7 separate regions of the Mus musculus genome follow, and regions 1, 2, 3, 4, 6 and 7 are each linked to region 5. A link is a contact called in public Hi-C and HiChIP or PLAC-seq data. All regions are on one chromosome and are shown on one strand. The core of a region is the stretch at or near the end of the contact, and the rest is flanking DNA. Distances in the headings are between cores, read along the strand shown.

The links. Hi-C and Micro-C count contacts between places; a contact is called where the count stands out from the background. HiChIP or PLAC-seq counts read pairs in DNA pulled down with a chosen protein or histone mark.
Region 1: an H3K27ac HiChIP or PLAC-seq map of trophoblast stem cells shows a contact between it and region 5, with 10 read pairs. The contact joins two enhancer-like sites. A contact is called at or near these places in 1 of 15 datasets of contacts at CTCF or cohesin (the NIH/3T3 cell line), 3 of 484 Hi-C or Micro-C datasets (all in embryonic stem cells), 10 of 115 datasets of contacts at active chromatin or transcription factors (a colorectal cancer cell line, differentiating embryonic stem cells, embryonic stem cells and 2 more) and 1 of 9 other capture datasets (embryonic stem cells).
Region 2: an H3K27ac HiChIP or PLAC-seq map of extraembryonic endoderm stem cells shows a contact between it and region 5. The contact joins two enhancer-like sites. A contact is called at or near these places in 5 of 484 Hi-C or Micro-C datasets (all in embryonic stem cells), 15 of 115 datasets of contacts at active chromatin or transcription factors (the NIH/3T3 cell line, cardiomyocytes, a colorectal cancer cell line and 4 more) and 2 of 9 other capture datasets (embryonic stem cells and embryonic tail).
Region 3: an H3K27ac HiChIP or PLAC-seq map of embryonic stem cells shows a contact between it and region 5, with 13 read pairs. The contact joins two enhancer-like sites. A contact is called at or near these places in 1 of 15 datasets of contacts at CTCF or cohesin (the NIH/3T3 cell line), 8 of 484 Hi-C or Micro-C datasets (embryonic stem cells, stem cell-derived cardiac mesoderm, stem cell-derived motor neurons and 1 more) and 21 of 115 datasets of contacts at active chromatin or transcription factors (cardiomyocytes, craniofacial prominence, embryonic basal ganglia and 11 more).
Region 4: an H3K4me3 HiChIP or PLAC-seq map of forebrain shows a contact between it and region 5, with 14 times the contacts expected there. The contact joins the promoter of Gap43 here to the enhancer-like site in region 5. A contact is called at or near these places in 7 of 39 promoter capture datasets (the 3T3-L1 cell line, cranial neural crest, embryonic stem cells and 4 more), 9 of 484 Hi-C or Micro-C datasets (the N1E-115 cell line, cerebellar granule neurons, cerebral cortex and 4 more), 16 of 115 datasets of contacts at active chromatin or transcription factors (SST interneurons, craniofacial prominence, differentiating embryonic stem cells and 10 more) and 6 of 9 other capture datasets (adipose tissue, embryonic stem cells, embryonic tail and 3 more).
Region 6: a contact with region 5 is called in a Hi-C map of the N1E-115 cell line, with 9 times the contacts expected there. The contact joins two enhancer-like sites. A contact is called at or near these places in 15 of 484 Hi-C or Micro-C datasets (the C2C12 cell line, the HL-1 cell line, the N1E-115 cell line and 9 more), 14 of 115 datasets of contacts at active chromatin or transcription factors (cardiomyocytes, a colorectal cancer cell line, differentiating embryonic stem cells and 8 more) and 1 of 9 other capture datasets (embryonic stem cells).
Region 7: an H3K27ac HiChIP or PLAC-seq map of embryonic stem cells shows a contact between it and region 5, with 2.9 times the contacts expected there. The contact joins two enhancer-like sites. A contact is called at or near these places in 1 of 15 datasets of contacts at CTCF or cohesin (the NIH/3T3 cell line), 5 of 484 Hi-C or Micro-C datasets (cerebral cortex, embryonic stem cells, forebrain and 1 more), 11 of 115 datasets of contacts at active chromatin or transcription factors (embryonic basal ganglia, embryonic stem cells, extraembryonic endoderm stem cells and 2 more) and 2 of 9 other capture datasets (embryonic stem cells and embryonic tail).

The regions. Positions count from the first base shown.
Region 1 is chr16:42,478,928-42,481,627 of GRCm38.p6, reverse strand. No RefSeq gene overlaps it. Among named protein-coding and RNA genes, the nearest start is that of Gap43, 140 kb to the right of the region's middle. Within about 2 kb of position 1,372, at least 15 of the 459 cell types and tissues checked have an H3K27ac peak or open chromatin away from gene starts, as enhancers often do. A contact at or near this core is called in a colorectal cancer cell line and trophoblast stem cells, where this site is marked.
Region 2 is chr16:42,499,753-42,502,452 of GRCm38.p6, reverse strand. No RefSeq gene overlaps it. Among named protein-coding and RNA genes, the nearest start is that of Gm29960, 150 kb to the left of the region's middle. Within about 2 kb of position 1,427, at least 5 of the 459 cell types and tissues checked have an H3K27ac peak or open chromatin away from gene starts, as enhancers often do. A contact at or near this core is called in extraembryonic endoderm stem cells, where this site is marked.
Region 3 is chr16:42,304,778-42,307,477 of GRCm38.p6, reverse strand. All of the region lies in intron 1 of Gap43 (growth associated protein 43), which reads left to right. Among named protein-coding and RNA genes, the nearest start is that of Mir6540, 2.7 kb to the right of the region's middle. Within about 2 kb of position 1,282, at least 132 of the 459 cell types and tissues checked have an H3K27ac peak or open chromatin away from gene starts, as enhancers often do. A contact at or near this core is called in craniofacial prominence, embryonic basal ganglia, embryonic forebrain and 7 more, where this site is marked.
Region 4 is chr16:42,339,349-42,342,048 of GRCm38.p6, reverse strand. It overlaps Gap43 (growth associated protein 43), which reads left to right and starts at 1,398. Exons shown (of 3, transcript NM_008083.2): 1 at 1,398-1,576. The coding sequence starts at 1,547.
Region 5 is chr16:42,780,979-42,783,834 of GRCm38.p6, reverse strand. All of the region lies in intron 1 of 4932412D23Rik (RIKEN cDNA 4932412D23 gene), which reads left to right. Among named protein-coding and RNA genes, the nearest start is that of 4932412D23Rik, 93 kb to the left of the region's middle. Within about 2 kb of position 1,449, at least 134 of the 459 cell types and tissues checked have an H3K27ac peak or open chromatin away from gene starts, as enhancers often do. A contact at or near this core is called in the N1E-115 cell line, a colorectal cancer cell line, cortical neurons and 15 more, where this site is marked.
Region 6 is chr16:42,443,974-42,446,751 of GRCm38.p6, reverse strand. No RefSeq gene overlaps it. Among named protein-coding and RNA genes, the nearest start is that of Gap43, 100 kb to the right of the region's middle. Within about 2 kb of position 1,476, at least 66 of the 459 cell types and tissues checked have an H3K27ac peak or open chromatin away from gene starts, as enhancers often do. A contact at or near this core is called in the N1E-115 cell line, cortical neurons, differentiating embryonic stem cells and 1 more, where this site is marked.
Region 7 is chr16:42,367,976-42,370,675 of GRCm38.p6, reverse strand. No RefSeq gene overlaps it. Among named protein-coding and RNA genes, the nearest start is that of Gap43, 29 kb to the right of the region's middle. Within about 2 kb of position 1,450, at least 21 of the 459 cell types and tissues checked have an H3K27ac peak or open chromatin away from gene starts, as enhancers often do. A contact at or near this core is called in embryonic stem cells and forebrain, where this site is marked.

The sequences.
Region 1 (2,700 bases), core at 123-2,622, 300 kb after region 5:
AGCCACACAAGGAATCACTTAACAATCCCTTATAACTGACAGGCCCATCACTTCTCTCTTGTACCCTGACTTCTCTCTCCAAGGTTGTTTGGGTTGTCACCTACAAAACGAAGGATGTGATTGTTCTGTGGAACTCCACGGGGTAGAATGAAGATTAATAGTGGGAAGCAAGAGGAAGAAAAATGGTAACACTATGTGGAGGTCCTTTCTAGCAACCCTCACTACGTGCGTGACAATCCCTGGAACTGTCCAGGTAGGAACTGGCCATTTGTCATTGCTTCTGGAAAAAGGGCTCTTGTACTGCAATGTCAGAGCAGAGGACAGTCTTCCAGGTCCCTCTTAGCTCTGAGTCCATCATTCAAAAAGGATATTTTTCTCAATTTCTTTTTTCTTTTCATTTCCAAAAGCTAAGCAAAAGGACTAAAAATAAAATACCAAAAGCTCTTTGGCATGGTCCCTAAGTGATTCCCTTACCCAGCCCTGCATGCACTTTGCAGGATTAGACACCAATGCTTCCACTGTTCTGTGAAGTGATGGATCCTAGATGAATCTTTAAGCCACATATTTATTTTCCATGTTAAAAACATTTAAGACAAATTGACATGAAAACAACAAAAGACCACATTGGCATTAAAGGAAACTGAAGAGAATGTTGTATCATTCTGATTTCTCAGCTGGCTTTTCCCATCCATCATCACATCAAATTGAAACTCCGTTTCTTATGAATCTCTACAACCCTGTTGATATTTTACACTTGTGGAGTTAAAGGATTTTCTAGACTTCTAGACTTTGAGAGAATCCCTCCATCACCTTCCCCCTTTTTTATCTTCTAGAAGTCATATATTTTTCTTTCCCTTTGGAAATTTTCTGCTATGCTCACTGTCTTAACAGAAACCCTGTTCTAGAAAGCATTATTTATTATTATTATTATTATTATTATTATTATTATTATTATTATTATGTGTTGGTTAAATTCTCAACCTGATAGCTAATATACAATACCAAGGAGACAGTAGAAATTCCTTCTAGACAGTGTAAACATAAAGAAAGACTGAAGCATTTTGAGATTAGCTACCTCCCAGAGAATCATTTTTTCTGTGCTGACCTAAGACAGATGTGAATATTTTAAAGGTGGAAGTTATGTGCTCCTGCAAAGATTTAGTGCATGGCATGATCGAGCATATATATGACCTAAGATAATCCTATAAACTGCAGGATGGGGGCGGGGACTTGCTCATAGTGTCATAATGACCTTAGTCGTTCATTAGTCACAGAAGAACTGCCCTGGTTATTGAAGTCAGCTTCATATAGGCTTTCATAACCAATGTCATATCTAGATTGTTAATGCTATAACATCCTTTGTGGAATCAGTCATGCGCTTTACCAGCTTAGTCATTCCTAAACAAAAGACATCAGACACACAGGATACTGACGCAGTACCGGTATGCTGAAGTCATTCAAGACAAAGGAAGCCTTCCCCTCCCTCCCCCACACGAACTCACCATCCTTCTGTTTTGCTTAAGCCCTTCAGCAATAAATAAGCATGAAATGAAATAGAAATGACACTCTTGCCATTTCCATTCCTTTGAGGTGGAAATATGAGTTGAGCCTTTCTTGATAGGTTTATCCCTCACTGTATGTTCAAATGCAAGGGCTGTGAGAGGGGCTCATAACACAACAACAACAACAACAACAACAACAACAACACACACACACACACACACACACACACACACACACAATGGCATGCCAGCCTTTTTGTACAGTTTCACAAAGTCTTTAAACCTAGCAAATCTGCCCAGTCTATTTGCATGTCTTGCTCTGCCATTTTTCAGCTACTTTCTTTCTCACAAGTCAAACATCCCTTCCTCTCCTCCCTTAATGTTTCCTCTAAATAAAAAAAGCATAAAGCATGCACACAGTACCTTCCCTTGTCACCATAATATACATGTCTTTACCTACTTGTAGAAATAACAAAGTTTATTTAATATATTTTATACCCCTGAAATCCAGCAAGTTACTTCCTTTTCAAGACTGCTTATTTGGCTGAAGGTACAGGCCTGAGAAAAACTTGTGATTTCTGTGTATGTCTTAGAGGGGACAGGGACGTTGAATGCTACTACAACTAGCCTTAAAAGAAGCTAATTCTACTCTACTTCCTGTGAGTTCCAGCAACCCATTACATTTTCAGTGTTGATGATTCCAGACCTTGGGGAAGCTTCCTCTCCCACTTCCCTCTTTCCTAACAACCAGATGACCTGAATGTGAGCAGAGTCAAGTGGGAAATGGCTAAATTATCCCAAGGAATGAGGAAGAAGTGTCCTTTAATCCATTGGCATAAATTTATATCATTTTGAAATGGGATAGACATTTTTAAAAAAAGTGTAGTAAATAGTCAAATCAGAAAACACAACAATGAGCCAGAATAGGAAGTGGAAAGCAGTTACTGTTTCAGGAGTGGGGATGAGTGGGAACAATGGTGGCTTCTCACTCTAGCTGGTACTTGGACACACTGGCATCTTTCATTCTTTGACTTTTGCTATTACACATTGAAGGTCAGAAGGACAGGGACCAGACTGTCAAGGGTGTGCAACAGTGGCAGAAACTCACATCTTCTACTCCAGTCCCAGCATCTGGTGATTGTTTTTGAAAGTTCAGCACTGAGAGTCTAGGGCCCACAAGAACTTCCAGAATTTTTTA
Region 2 (2,700 bases), core at 178-2,677, 280 kb after region 5:
GATGCTTTCCCTGTCCTAACTATATTTTAACTTGTCCTATATGTTTTGTGTATTTTTTTATTGTAAGCCAGACAAAGGATCACAGCCAAATTTCCCCGTATATTTTGTTAGACTTATGACATCATTTTTTTGATAAACCTGTTTAAAAAACTAATCTATTTTCAGTTTTTCTTTGTTGTAAGAATGGAAACAACAGTACTTCAGCTTTTTTTCCTTCAAAAATCCTTCTAATATACCAGCATGATGTCTAGTGTTAGTAAGTGTTTATTGAAACACAACTTTAAAATAATATGTAATTATGCTCATGTTTTAACAACTTCTGACATAGTGTAGGCACAGAGACTATGATGTGGAAATCACCTATCAGCTGTAGTTTCCCCTCCAAACTGTTGTCTTAGTTTTTTGAAGTATGACTCTAATAGAGTTCTATAGCATTATGTATGTGCTTATGTGAGTTCTTACTCTTTCAATAGGCAGATATCTGTTATGTGCTTATTAATTATTAGTGTTTTTCCAGATACGTGGAGTATGGCAGCAGACAAAACAAAGGTGCTGACTTGGCATATTTTCTATATATCTATACATCTATACGTCTATATATCTATATACCTATATGTTTATACATCTATACATCTATATATGTATATAATAATCACAACTTAATGAGCATAAAACACAGCAGAAAGTTAGAAGGTTAATGACAAACTAGAGTGGTCAGGAAAACTTTATTATTTGTGCTTTCATTCTTCTTAGATTTCTTTTCATTTGTTTAGGTCTTTTTCATCAGTATATACCTGTAGTATAAATATTACTGAACTTAGCTTAATACTACTGAAATATACTTCCTAGATATTATTCAAACTTTATGGCACACTTACTGTTTGGTTTGTTTTCTCTTCAACAGCCCACCATGTGTCAGAACTCTTCTCTATGCTGAAGAATGAGAGATGCCATTATATACCTGGGAATATTGGTAGATGTGAGCATTTAGATAATTTCAGATTGATGTCTGTAACCTCCACCCAGCCTGAAGCTGGTGAGCCAAAACTCGACCTTGCTGCCACTAAGGAGATTATCTAGGGTGGAGCCTCCCTAGATCACTCTATTGTTCAGACACTGTTACTGTTCCTCTTCAAGATACTGCTACCTGCTGGGAGACTACACCCTATCCTGCACGTGGTCACCTGCAGCTGGGCTCCAAGAATGAATTGGTGGGAATGGGCCTCCCCTCCCCACTTTATAAGCACAGTTGTCATAAAACATTTGAGCCTTGATCAGAACATTGTCTTGGCTCCATTTCTCTCTTGTCCGCCTAGTTTCCCTTTCTTTCAGTGCTGGCCTGCCACTCAGGTGTACCCCGTCCATGTGAGCCACTGGACGGCTCTCAAAAGACGTCACCTCATAGTTGTTTGTTCTAAGACACTCAGGTACTGATTTCATTGGTTCTTTTCTTACAGCCTTCCGTTAATCCTGTGAGTGTCAATCACTCTCTGAGGTTACCTCTTCTTTTCTTCCTAAAACTAAAACAGAAAGTTGCAGCGTGCCCATGGAGTGTCAGAGCAGACATGTACCTAGGTTGTTTCTAATCTAGATAAAGAGAACTCCACCAAAGAATGAAACAACTCCACTCAGTACTGCCCTTTGTTGTGGACATCAATGCTATTCATTTCTGTAGTCTGTACTTGCTGTTTCTCTTGTCTTACAGATAGCTTTGCTGAGAGGTTTCTTGAGAACAGGTCTCTTAAAAGGAACTTTAATTTCACACATAAGACCAGTTTGAATGAGTATTCTCAAGAGATTAGATTATTTTAGTCATATCAACATGTAGCATTAAACAAGGAGGGAGCAGACTTACTTCTATCTGAAATAAAACAATACAACATTCTGAAAAGAACATTAAATAAACAGAATACATGTGCTATTACTTCCCAAATACTATTGTCTGTTTTGAAAAAAAAAATTGCAACTTTTAAAAGCATGTGAGTTAACAATGTTGCCAAATATCATGGAAAATGACGCAAGAGTTGACAATGGCACTCAGCATTCTCTAGTCTGAAAGTGATGACAAAATCAGAGGGTAGGCAGAAACACAGAAGACACATCACCAAAGAAAGTTTACAGAGAGTAAATGATAGGGTCAAAGAAGTTGCAATATACTTAATATTCTGGAAATAAAAATTTAAAACAGGTGACATTATTTTATACTCATCAGAATGTATATACATCATAATATATATATATATGTATATATATGTTATATATATATACATATATATATGTTACATGTGTACATATACATGTGAGTGTATTTATGTATGTTTGTTTGTAATGAGACTCAGTGTATGCAAGGATTTGGAAACCATAGGTCACTATTATCTACTGCTAAATATAAACATACAGATATCTTTGTTGTCACTCAAATCTGAAGTTTCTTAGATATACTGTGTAACTACCATGTGGTTCAGAAATTGCACTTCTTAGGCATTCATCTCAGTGAAATAAAAATGTTTACATAAAACCCTAGTACTACTGATTATTGTAGCTCTTTCTTCTGTGACAGTCAAAACTGTAAATAATCCAGGTGGTGAACAATCAATAAACTGCAGTATTCATGCCACAAAACACCTCTCAATAATAGAAGCGCTTTGTACTTAACTTCATCATTGTCAGAATACTGACACCATTACGGAATCAACTCTC
Region 3 (2,700 bases), core at 33-2,532, 480 kb after region 5:
AGGGAACCTTCTTGCTGCCTGGTTAAATGGTAGAAGGAACTGTTGGGTGAGGAGACTGGATAGAGAGAAGAGTCAAATTAATAGGCACCTGAGAAAGAGCCACATTGAATTGTAAGTGCAGACGAGGAGAGTTGCTTAGGCATAAGGATACAGTTGTCATATGGTCATCTTCAGGCTTAAGAAAGAAACGTTAGGTAAAGGGCTTTTCAGCTACCAGCACTTACTACTGAGTGCTGTCTGATCCAGAACAGCCAGGGTACTGGGCAGTTCCCTGTGAGGAAGAGAGAAGAATCTAGATCACTTAGTGGGCTCAGTCACTACATCCATAAGTGTCCAAAGAGTGTTCCCTAAGGCCCACAGACCATCCTGGCATCGAACCCCTCCCTTTTTCTCCCATCATGCAATGTATCAGTCTTCAGGCTTTCCTTCCTGTAATTACCTTCGAAGTTGTGCCTTTGAATGTTATCTGGGTTAGGTGACTGCTCTCAGTCAGTTATTACCAAATTCTTCACTCCTATCACAGTTTATGTGTTTCGTATGTTTTGATCTTTTTTTTTTCTTTTCAATAACTCGGCCTAATAACAAAGACACTTTTCTAGAGGTACAGAAGTAACAGGCAGCACTGAGCTTAGAAAAACTGTGGACATTCTATGGACACTCAGATGAGAAATTAATTAAACACACTGCCTGATGGTTTGGATTCAGGGGCACCCTGAAGCTCACCCTCTTACCCTTGATATACAAAATCTGTATAAAATAAGGAACTGACAAGACCCCAGACTTTGGGGAGCAGAGGAGGGGGCTGAAACTAACTTGCTTTTTCCCTAAGCAACGCTGATTTTGACTGGCCTCTCTGCAGTTTCCGCTCTTTCTTGCACACACTGATTTTTGGCTTCCTTTCTGTGCTTTAGTTGATCTGCCCTACTCCCTACATTTTGACATCTGTTTCCTTTGGTCATCCCTACTTTGCACTTCATTCTCTGTCTTCCGCGATGGAACTGGCTCCTTCCGGGTGATCTCATCGCTTTGTTTCTCAGCCTCAGCATGCTCCTCTCTCTCTCTCTCTCTCTCTCTCTCTCTCTCTCTCTCTCTCTCTCTCTCTCTCTCTGTCTGTCTCTGTCTTGCTGTCTTTCAGAGCCCCCACCTCTCAGCTTGCCGGGGTGGGGAGTGGTGGTGGGGCTGAGGGCGTGGCTTGAGACCCCAGATCCTAAGGATGCCAGGGCGGAGCACAGACTGATCATTCGGATGCCCCACCCGCACAGCCCTAGTGTTCGCCCAGAGGTCTGCAACTAGTGGAGCCCCTCCTCCAATTCAGCAAGCATCTAGTCTTAATGCTCTCTCAGAGCGCTAGGGAATTCTTGTTTGGGAGGTAATTGCTTCTTGCATAGGCTTGTTTTGAAGAACAAAAGCTCGAGCCTCTGTCCCAGACCTCTCAGAAGAACAGTGAGGGCCAATGGGCTGGGCTCCTTTCTTAGTCTTCTTAAATCAACCAGCTTGCTCCTGCTGCTTATGCAGAGACCTGGGTGGGTTACACAGCAGGTGACAAAGAATGGGAAAAGCTAACTGGGTCAATTGGAAGTCTGTCTCCATTTTTTTTTCCCTGACTTGGAGGCTGCTAAGGGCACATTAGCATCCCTTAGGCTATGTTCACTGTTTCCTTCAGCGGGACAAGGGGAGACCATAGCAAAGGGCTGGATGGTTTCTTTACCTCAGCAGAATCAGACATTTGCAAACTAAGTAAGAATCATGGAAGATGTTACAAAAGAGAAAGCCAGCTAAGGCAAAACCAGGGACTCCATTTGAAAACAATGACCCTTCGGAATTATTAGTATTCATTTACATTTATTTAGGTTTCTTGAGTAACTGCACACAGTCCTCTCTCTCTCTCTCTCTCTCTCTCTCTCTCTCTCTCTCTCTCTCTCTCTCTCTCCAAACTTGGGAGGACAGTAAATGAAGCAGGTGGAAAGAAGTGAAATTACCATCCATGTGGCGAAATTTAGATACTGTGAGATTTCCTCTTGGCTTGGAAACACCTGGCACCAGGGTTGTTCATTCATCCAGTAACATGAATGAATCTCGGAGACTGGCAGTGGGATAGGGTGGTGTCGGGGGCTGTACGTGACATCACACTCACAAATGGAAGAATAGCGAGAAGCCTCCAGCTAGCTTCCATGGGTCCCTGCCTAGGAGGTGGCAGCTGTGCAAGGACCCAGGATCACACAGAAACTACTATGTGGAAAGATGACACTGGGCAGGCCAGCACACGTGCATGCGCGCACATACACACACACACACAATGTATATATATATATATATATATATATATATATATATACATACATACATATACACACACATATATAATGTGTATATGTGTATATATTTGCATATCTTCGTTATTTTTAGCCATCTGACTTTCTTCCTCCAACCAGCTTGTGATCATATTATTCACATATACTCACAGTGTGACTTTTTAAATGGTAACTTAGGTATTCCTTTAGAATCCTTTCCTCCCTTATCACAGAGGCTTTGGGGAAGCTGTGACTTTCTGCTGACTAATGAATGGTGTAGTGCCAGCCTTTAGGAAGAGCTGGTATCAGCATGTTATCGACTGGCGTTTACAGGATGTTAGTATCTATTTGACAATGAAATGATTCATTTGTCAATTCATAGGTACTATATATAGTAAAGGCACCCTCC
Region 4 (2,700 bases), core at 149-2,648, 440 kb after region 5:
GAGGGATAAAGAACAACATGAGCTATTTAATTAGATACTTGTCATCAGTAATGAACAATAAGAAATCATCTGGAAAGTTCTTTGACGTAGTCACTTAGAAATGTTACCAACATTTCAGAAAAGTTGTCTGTAAAACTACCTATGTCAAGAGTGGCTCCAGAGTGTCCTGTGCACATTGCCTCCCGTCCTAAAATGTGTTGGCATGACTGACATTATTATAGCCACTTTATAGATGTAAAGGGCTCTCCAAGGCCACACAATACCAAATGTCTAAACTTTGCACAATACAGATTTACAAGTCATATCGCCCCCCTCCCCCCAGAATAGCAGAGGCACTAGAAGGAACTGAGGTGGACTTCATGGTATGCATCTTTCCTCAAGACAGAGTTTACCTGTGTCCATTGCTCTCAGAATGTAAGACATTAAATGTTAGTGTTACAGAAATCTGTCATTCACAGACACTAAGCTAATTAGAAAGAATCACAACTGTCAAAGAAGCTTGTGTGCATAAGCAAATAACCCACTATGTAGTTTTAGATATGGAGTCTAATTCCTAGACCATAGTTTATTCCACATTCAAGTGCTCAGAATGCTTGACTGCTGTGTGTGTGTGTGTGTGTGTGTGTAGCGTACTGACACATTTGTAGGTGATATATTTGTGCATAGCTAAGAGTATCATATGTGTGCAGTTAGGTTATATAAATAAAATCAGTTAGTGTTGAGAAAACTGAACCTCCATGATTATCAACTGCGCGTAAAATCTAATGGCAGCTGTAACTTATGTGCACCTCTAGGTCCTCTTTGCATTTTCCTTCTTGTGGTACTGGGAAAGAGGAGAGTTAGAAAAGAAACAGGAGCATTCCTCGGGCCCCACTTCCCTAAAACATGTTCCATCCAATCTCTCCAACTCTCTGGAATATCCTTTCTACCCCCACCCCATAGCCCTCCCAATGCAGTGCGGAAAGTCAGTGGGTAATTGGGTCCAGATTGGAGGTGTTTAAATATTCATGAGGCTGGCAGGGGACTGGGAGGGGGTGACTGTCTAGAAATGGGGGTAGGGGCTACGGGAAGTGATTAGTCACTGGAAGCTAGCAAACAATTCTGAGAAAGGGACCCAGGGAGAAGGAAGAAAAAGATTGGGTGGGGAGTGGAGGAAAGAGGAGAAGGAAGGAAGGAAAAGGAGAGAGGAAGGAAAGAGGAGGAAGGGACGAGAGGGAGAGAGAGGGGGAGAGAGGGAGAGAGAGAGAGAGAGAGAGAGAGAGAGAGAGAGAGAGAGAGAGAGAGAGAGAGAGAGAGAGAGAGAGAGAGAATGTGCGTGTGCGGTGAGCAATAGCTGTGGACCTTACAGTTGCTGCTAACTGCCCTGGTGTGTGTGAGGGAGAGAGAGAGAGAGAGGGAGAGGGAGGGAGAGGGAGGGAGGGAGGGAGAGCGCGCTAGCGCGAGAGAGCGAGTGAGCAAGCGAGCAGAAAAGAGGTGGAGAGGGGGGGAATAAGGAAGAGAGGAGGAAAGGAGAGAAGGCAGGAAGAAGGCAGGGGAAGATACCACCATGCTGTGCTGTATGAGAAGAACCAAACAGGTAGAGCTAAAGATTTCTTTTTTACTTCTTTGCTGTTGTGAAATTATCAGAGTACAGGGTTTCCTCGTGAAAGGCAGAAAAAAAAATTTTTTTTTTTAAAAAAAAACTGCTTCTGCCCTGGCATGATGCTCTGGCTTCCTTAGCATACGGTAACTGATGCTTGCATCCCGGCGTTATTCTTTTCTGCCTTTCATGATCTGGTTTTTGGAATGCTGCTACTAATTAGGGTAAGGGGAGAGAAATATGCCGGCTTGGCTAGAAATATGATTCCCCTCGCCTATTAGTAAGTGCTCAGCCGCTAGGTCTCTGGTTTTGAGGGTGTGGATGCAGAAAGGGGTGTGGGGACGATGTGGGCTCTATCTACGAGATCAAAAAAGCTAATCTTGATATTATTTGTGGAAAATTAGGTCTGGGGGAATTATAGTCACATTTCAACATTGCCTGTTCCGTGATTCAAATTTTCTCACATGTGCCGCGGAAGATACCTGATTTCGTGCTCGCGTGAGCTTCAAAGGGGCGCAGGTGTATGTGGGAAAACATGTGAAGGTTTTATTTATTTATTTAACGAATGAATGAAACTGATTTAGGAGATTTTTTATTTTTTAAAGAGAGCCTAAAGACAACAAGGGTTGGGGGAGAACTGCCTATGCCGAGGGGGAAAACCCCCTTCCTGAGATCAGGAACGGATTGTGTGCCAGCTGGTCCGGGAAGAGGATGGACCACGCCCCTAGGAGCTTTGAGCTGAGATGGGATGGGAAAGGGGAGCCGAGCCCGTATTACCTGTTGGAAACCGGGGCTTTTCTCTTTCCCCTCTTCCTGTGAGTCTTTGCTGGCATTAGCAGTGACCTGAGGTGTGTTAATATCCTGGAGGAGGGTGACTCGTGGTCCTCAGGATGAGGGACTGTCCAAGAGGAGCTAGAATCCCAATCCCCCACCTCCCCTCCCCCACCGCCTAGATTATTTTTTTCCATTTTATTTCAAATTGCTCACTTATTTCGTGAAAGACGTTTTAGAAACTTAATTGAGGTGAGGGTGCTTGGGATCCTGCAGTCATCCACAGCACAGGAACGCTCTCCAAATGTAGCCTTCAAACACCCCTAGGAGCATGTTTGAGTGATTTTTAG
Region 5 (2,856 bases), core at 200-2,699:
TGTTACTTCACTGTTTGGAGGCTCTAGAGCAAGGGAGCATGCAGCATGCAGGTGTGTGTGTGTGTGTGTGTGTGTGTGTGTGTGTGTGTGTGTGTGGTTTGTTTTTTGTCTTAAGTCAGTTTTCTTACATTCAACATTACACCTGTGTGTAACATGACTAGGGTTTTTTTTTCCTGTACTTTTTAATTTTTATTTATTTATTTATTTATTTATTTATTTTATTTATTTATTTTGGTTTTTCAAGACAGGGTTTCTCTGTATAGCCCTGGCTGTCCTGGAGCTCACTTTGTAGACCAGGCTGGCCTCGAACTCAGAAATCCGCCTGCCTCTGCCTCCTGAGTGCTGGGATTAAAGGCGTGCGCCACCACGCCTGGCCTAATTTTTATTTTTAAAAGTATTTTTTTGTCTATAACATGTATTTTAGTGCTTGGTGCCTATAAGCAAACCGAGTATGCTTCCAAGTTTAAATGATTCTAAGATTAAGGAATGACAGCACTTATTTGAATTTCTTGACATTGGCTCACGCCTTTAATCCCAGCACTTGGGAGGCAGCGGCAGGCAGATTTCTGAGTTAATCTCATCTCATTAATCCCAGCCTGGTCTACAAAGTGAGTTCCAGGACAGCCAAGGCTACACAGAGAAACCCTGTCTCGAGAACCAAAACAAAAAACAAAAACAAAACAAAACATAAAACAAAACAAAACAAAATTTCTTGACTTGAAACCCAAGCTGAATTTATGAGTTCAGAGAGAACCAATTGTTCATAGCCATAAACTATAGTGACGCCAGCTAGAGATTGCTTATGTATTGTTGAATACCCACTATGCATGAATCTTTGAAGGTATTCTGATAGTTATGAAGGCAAGTAAAGGAGGAGGAGGAGGAGGAGGAGGAGGAGGAGGAGGGGTGGCAGTGGCTCATATTCTCAAGGAGTCTATCAGTCTTATCGGGGAAACAGAGCACTAAACTCAAATGATTATTCCAGGCAAAATTAAGAATCTACAAAACAGAAACAGCTGAGAAGATGCAGGCGCATCGATAAAGCATGACCCATCTCCCAGAAACCTATAAAAGTCCCATTGAGATAAACTTTGAGCTTCCTCTAACCTTCCAGCTTCTAAGATTTCATTAAAATTCTCTGTACAAAAGTAGGATCTTTATTCCCACTGGCTAGCCATTAGAGTTTATGGCTGTTCAGCGTATCCAGCACTTAGTCAAGAGGGGGCAGCATTCATCCTTTTTCTGAAACGAGTAGAACTCTGGCTGCCTGTCTTTCTAGGAAAAGAATACTTTAATCAGATAGAATTTCAGAGCATGCATATATTTTATGCCCCTGTTTTAATTGTTTGTTTATAGAGATGGTAACTGATGTGTACAGCTATGTTACTGAGACCAACAAATGAGTCCTGTTTAAGTAAGTGGAGCTGTGTCAGTGCCCAGAGATCCCCTTTCTCTGCCTTTGTCCCTTTCCTGGGCGTGGCAGCCTTGCTCAGACTCAGATTGCAAAAGGGCGGTGGCTGAAATGAACAAAAGAATTCAGACTTCTACTTTTCCCCAAAGAAAAGGCCAGCCAAGGGGAAGCCCCGGGAAAAAAAGGACTGTGTGTCTCCCATTGTTCTAACTATCTGATGCTTTCTTTCTTTTTCTTTCTTCTGAATGTTTGTTTACCTTAAACCTGTATTTGTAAGCATTGTTATTATAATAAAGGTAACTAAATAATCCCACTGGGGATTAGTGGCTGCCTTCTGTTTTAGGGGTGGTCTCCTTATCAACCAAGTAACCCTTAGAGCCCTTAGAGTTAAAGCAATGCATAGTGCCTGGTAGTTCTTTTCCAGCAGAAGCAGGGGCAGGGGCGTGGTAGTGAAAACTGAGAGAGGTTTAGCTGAAGCTATCAGACCACGTGTCTCTCTGACCTCCAACTGCCAGACCTCCAGATAACCAACTCCCTTTTGTTAGTGAGCCACTTTGATTTTAATGAGAGACATATAACCCCTCCCATGTTTTACGTGATTGACTTTGAGAAAATCAATGTTGATGGCCAAAAACGCCAAATTAACATCAGAGTAGATTTCCTTATACTGTATACAGCCTTAAATAGCCCTCTGAATGACATTTTGTTTTTTATTTAAGGAGTAGACCTTAGCCAAATGTCCTTGAATGATAAAAGAGAGTTGGCCCTCCCCATAATTAGCTTTTGTAAATATCAAGTCAAGGGTCAGAGCAAAGGTCATCTGATTTCTTTCTTTTGTGTAGAACAAGGGGCTTTAGTGACCATGACTGATTTTAGATCCAGCAAAGAATGAGGTCATTGCTTTTTACACAGACTGCATTGGATGAATCACAGAAACCATGGCAGTAACGTGAATACCAAATAATAACTGATAATTTGCGTACCAGTTACAAATACGCCTAATCTTAGATCTAGTAAAATGCTTTACTCTGTCAAGGAAATGAGGCTGCGGGATCAGCTCCTGAAAGGATTGCCAGTGACCTCATGCAGCTGTGATGTGAAGCTACAAAGCACTTGTCACATGCCACAGCTGAGGTCAGAAGTAGATCCTATCCAGGGACTTCACAGAGGGCGATAAAAAAAAAACCTCCGACTTTTAACTCTTTCAGCACTAGTCACGTAAACGCTACAATATATAAAATTTCAAGCTCATTTGAGAAATAAGACAAAAAATATTTTCATTTCTTTTGAAATTAAGCATCAGGGTTTGGAAACCACTTCTACTTAAACCAAACAGTGATTTCAAATGTGTTCATCAAGTGATGCTTTAGACTTTCCTTTTTAGAAAAAAAAAAAAAAAAAAGAAATAAAAAGGAAAAGACAGAACTGCTCCTCGATATGGGGGA
Region 6 (2,778 bases), core at 227-2,726, 340 kb after region 5:
GAAAAAAACACTATGTGGTAGGCAGAATAATTCCCAAAGGGATGTAGTGGGTGTAATTAAATTGATGTTTGAAATGGAGATGCTGATCTGCACTACCTAGGTGTACACCGTGGACACAGACATCTTTAAAAGAAGGCAAAGAGGATAAGATCAGGAAAGGAGATGGGACAACGGAGATTGGAGTGATGCTGTTGCTGGTTAGGGATTCTAGAGGGCGGAGAGTCAAAGTACACCGGCATGCTCTAAAACCACCACAGATGCCTTGGTTCTGATCCAGTGAAACCTCTGATGCCCTTCTAGATATGTAACATAGTAAAGTTATATTGTTTTCAGCAAATACATTTTTGTTCATTTGCTGCAGCTGTGACAGAGACCAACAAACAAACAAACAAAAATATATTTGAGTATGCCAAGGGAGAGGGCTCCAAGGGAGGAGGAAGCGACATCTTTCCCACTGCAAGGGGAAAACTCACATCTCTATCAATAGAGAAAAGCAAAACAATTTTATCTAACTAAAGTTGCACAACATACTAGGAACTTCAGAAGAGAAGACACAAAGTTCCAGAACAAACTGTTTCAGTGGACCCAGAAATATGACTGAAGAGCAAAGGCCATGCAAGACCTACTGACAGTAAACTGGGGAAGCCAGCAGAGGTCTGTTTGTAGTCTTCTACTGAACCTTCAGGTCGATGACAGAACTCACTCTGGAAAAGGGCTTTGAGACCTCCGGAAGAGGCAGACCATGACAGGATCATGCTTCAGGACAGATGGGTTTGAGTAAGAGCGTCAAGGTGCCGTTCTGGACTTAGAGAGCCAGATATGAATGAAGGTGTCTATCAATCAGGAGAAGGGGTAACAGAGTCCTGGAGGTACAAGGAGTTTTCTCCATGCCTTCAGGTCAGGTGGGGGTGGGGGGCTATGCACTAAATTCTCATGTACAGCTCTGTCTGCGGCATGGGGTGATGCAGAGTGTACATGAAAAGAAAATGGAGTAGCCGGTAGCAAAGACTTCGTTCTCTTGTTCGTTTTAAATGCTTTTAAAAAATGCTTTGCTTTTATGAGAAGTGTAGTCGGGACTTCATTGTAAAGTCATCCCTAAACAATCTCCATATTTAACAGACCTCTGTTGGATGCTGACAGACTAGGGGCCATAGACCTGGACCTTGAGATTTCTTGTTTGGTTCCAAGGTCTCCTCTGAACGGTGTTAAACTGAAATAAAAATTGAGAGAGAATCTGAACCCTTAGCTCCTTTTATCTTAACTCATACCACTCTGCCTAAATTCTCTCCCCTCCTCATCAGATTCACGTTAATCAGGAGACCTCTTTTTTCTTGCAGCTCCCTAAGGCCCTGCTTCACCTAGAAGAGAGAACCTGGCTCCAGGATGCAGGAAACTGCTTCTGGTTTCCATGGAGACCCTGTTTGAAGTCAATGGCTGCTCCAGGAGGGAGGGAAACCAGGACTTTTGTATTTAAAGGATGGAGAGTCTGGGAAGGAGGAGGGTTAAGAAAAGGGAGTAAGGCAGGCCGATAGTGAGGCTGATCCAGCCTGTGTTCGAGGTTTCAAACAGAGGAACAGGAAAGTTCAGCTAGGTTATTCAAGCGCCTTCCACTTTGAGGATGAATCAAAACGGAAGCTCTGGGGGTGGGGGAGGTGGTGAGGGCTGCTTATTGCGCATGTGAGAAATACCCTGCAAAGGCTCCTTTCTGATATCAGTATGTAGGGGACTGAATTACTTAGGCAGCTGGAAGTCCCTGTCCTTGTGGGTGGCTCCTTCCCAAGCAGCTTGAGAGTTTTCTCTTCTCCCCAAGTCAATTCTTAAAGGTTCCTACTGCCATGAGGGGGCTGAGCCCTCTCCTTCCTTCTTCCGCACCTCCCCCCCCCAGAGGGTAACTAAATACAAACCTTGGCTAAAGGCTTTCCAAAGCTTCACGCTTCAGATTAACTGCTATTTATTTGCCTTGTCTCTGTCTACCAAGAGACAGGGGGCAGGATGGGGGGAGGTACTCTGGCGGAATACACGCTAAAATTGAATTGCATGAGGATTCAGATGACGTCATCTTGGATAAAGGTCTGACCCAGTGAATGTTAAATGTAGCTGAGCGACTAAATCCTTTGAGAGAATCAGTAGCGAAGACCTCTCTGAAAGGACCATGCCTCTTGTTTAAAATATTAAGCATGTGGCTCAGATGATCTCTGGCTGCAATTCCCAGGGCGCTGGTGGAATCTCGGTTTTCTGCTATAATCACTTGAACATTGCTTACTGCCCTAGATAACTGCAGTCATGTGACGCTTGCACACACACACACACACACACACACACACACACACACACAAGAGGCGGGGCGGGGTTTGAATAAAAGAAAAGAAAGAAAGCCATCACAAGTTATCAGTGTCTGCCAATTTTAGGGAATGAAACCATGTCAGTTCAAAAACACTTTCTGAGGTGTGCTGCAGTCTGAATGTGCCTAAGGAGTAAGGGGTGGTTTTTCCTTCAAGGTCCTTATATTTGGATGGGAACAGCAGTAGTCATAAGCATGCAGAGGAGCTGGGTAGAAGTCATTAATGAGCCGGGCTTTTAATCCCAGCACTTGGGAGGCAGAGGCAGGCAGATTTCTGAATTCGAGGCCAGCCTGGTCTACAGAGTGAGTTCCAGGACAGTCAGGGCTACACAGAGAAACCCTGTTTCGAAAAACCAACCAAACAAACAAACAAAAAACAAAAACAAACACAAAAACAAACAAACCAAAAAACCAAAAAAAAAAAAAAAAAACAACCA
Region 7 (2,700 bases), core at 201-2,700, 410 kb after region 5:
TAAGGAACTTCCTGCATCTCTAGGCCCAGGTCAGGTCTGCTTTGTCTCAGGAAAGGCAACCAATCAGAGCACATGATCTTCTTGGCAACTTCATGTCCTGCTCAGGTACAACCTTTGTCTGGCACATATCAGCCAGTCTATGGTGGCTCTCAAAGATTCACAAGCCTAGGATTTCTGTTGCGCTCAAATAAGCAGAACCTGCTCTCTGAGCCTCTCAGCGATGAGGAATCATCCTTTCTGACCTCCCATTTCGAGTATAGAAATGCAGACTGCAACAGAAGATCTGCAGAGAGGAGGAGGTGAACTAGAGAACGTCACCATGGTAACATCTCTTCCCAGCATCATTTTTTTCCTCCGGACCAAGCCCATCTCTAAAGCAATCCTTTCTGGAGCTATAGCCCTGTGAAGAAAGGGCCATGCATTTGCAACTCCCTCGTGTGTCACACTCAAGTGATCTCTCTGCCCTCCTCCAATTCACAAGCCTCTGCTGTGAGTCTGAGTGTTTATTTACTATTCTGTTAGGCAGAAGGTTTTTGAGTTCCTTTACACTAATCAGATGCCATGCTTTAAGTCCCTAAACAGAATATAGCAAGCTTTAGGGCTTCATCTTTTAATCATGCTTTTCTCTTCCTATATTTTCAGGGTCTACTCATGCCTAGTACATACACAGTGGGCACTTAGTAAATGGAAAAGTCTAATTTGAAAAATAAGGAATGAATACATAGGTTTGCGTGAAAGCTGGCAGTTTTAGTATTATGTATAGATACTCATGATCATGTGGCCAGATGTTAAAAGAGAGCAACTGAATCCCCACCCCTTGACTATACACTGGACTCTAACTGCAGCCGGAGAGATAGCTCAGTGACTAAAAACACTGTTGCTCTCCCAGAGAACCCAGGTTTCGATTCCCAGCACCCACAAAGCAGCTCATACCGTCTGCAACTCCAGTTCCATGAAATCTGACACCCTAGCCCCCAGATTGGGCAGCACCTTCTTATGGTGACAAATAGAAAGAAGGCCAGGGTGGAGGTGACTGGGGGTGGGTAGGGTTAGGTGGGGGTGGGCTGTAACAGACTGATCTTGCCTGCCCATCTTTTGTTTTGTTTTGTTTTGTTTTCGAAACAAGGCCTCAGTGTGTAGCTCTGACTGCCCTAGAACTCATGATGTAAAACAGGCTGACCTTGAACTCGAAGAGCTCCCCCTGCCTCTGCCTTTGTAGCTCTGTGTTCACGCCCTCTGGTTGCTGCTACTGATGCTGCATTTAGCAATTGTACTTAATGTTACCTGGATCTCACAAGCCATTCTCGTCTCATCTGTTCGTTTTTAATTTTTTTTCTTAAAGATGTTGCTATTTTGTTTTAAATTATGTGTCTATGTATGTCTGAGTATGACCTTATACATATAAAGCACAAAGCCTACGGAAGCCAGAATAGGTCTTTGGATCCCCTGGAGGAGGAGTTACAGCTGGCTGTGAGCCGCCTAACACAGGTGTTGGGAACTGAACCCAGATTCTCTCAGCAAGGGTAGAAAATGCTCTTAGGTATCCTGAAATATCTAAATGTCGAGTGGGCCGGTGGAAGTCCACGTGTTCCTCCTCCTCATGCCAGTGTTTCTCATTCATACAAATGACCTTACTGCTGAAGTCTTTGCCACTGTGCGAGGCTTATGCCACCTGTTCTTGTAATCAAGGAACTATTCACAAATAACCAATTTCACTAAATTATCAGAACAGGGAAAGCAGCTCTCATCAGCAGCCCGTGTTCCATGTGGATAAGAACTGAGGACTTCCTCTTCTCAGACTGTCAATGGCATCTGAAGATTCTCACTAGGAAAAAGGAACAGGAACAATAAGGATGATGAACAAGGAAAAAACAGAGAGGAAATCTCGTAGACCCCACGAGTTAGCTATGGAAGGCCTGTGTAACACTGATTGGCATATCACACAGACAGAAGCTCACGGGCAGCACACTGCCATGTAATCCTGAACCCAGATATGTTTCTGCAGATGGGTGTGTAGCCATGTTGTCAAATGACCATTTGAAAAGGAAAAACATTAAGCAAAGCATGCTTTTTCTGCTTATATAACTCTTTAGATCTTTTATTTTTCTCTATTCTACATTACATGTATACCTTTTTGCCATATTTCACAGGCTAGCACTCAAAGTGAAAAAAAAAAACTTAAAATAATTTGTGTGTGTGATGACTGTTCAAGATTGGTGTGTATGTGGTACTAGGAACAGAATGTAGGGTCCACTTTTATAAATTCAGTCCTTGAGCAGTTCCTTGCCATACACGTATGAATGAACTAATGAAGTGTTAATAAGCATGACTGTAGCAGAGGCTTGCTATCTGCTCTGTGGGCTTCTCTTTTAGAAATTTTGATTTGGAAGTCATTGATCATATTATAAAGTACCACACATTAGAAGCTGGAAAAATGAGAAGGACAGGTAGAGAATAACCTCTGGGGCCCAGCTTGTATACCCAACTCTAGAGGAGTTCCTAGTAGACTACAGCCAGTTTGTGGCCTCAGAAGTGTATGCTCAGAAACGCCAGTAATTCCCCTCCAAAAGAACGAACACACAACTACTACAAAATAACTAATTGTTGATGTTTTAATCCACTATGTTTTGGTGTATATTTCATTTAGCAGTAAGCTAGTGTTTAACATAGCAATGGGTACCTATAAACTGAATGTTGCTA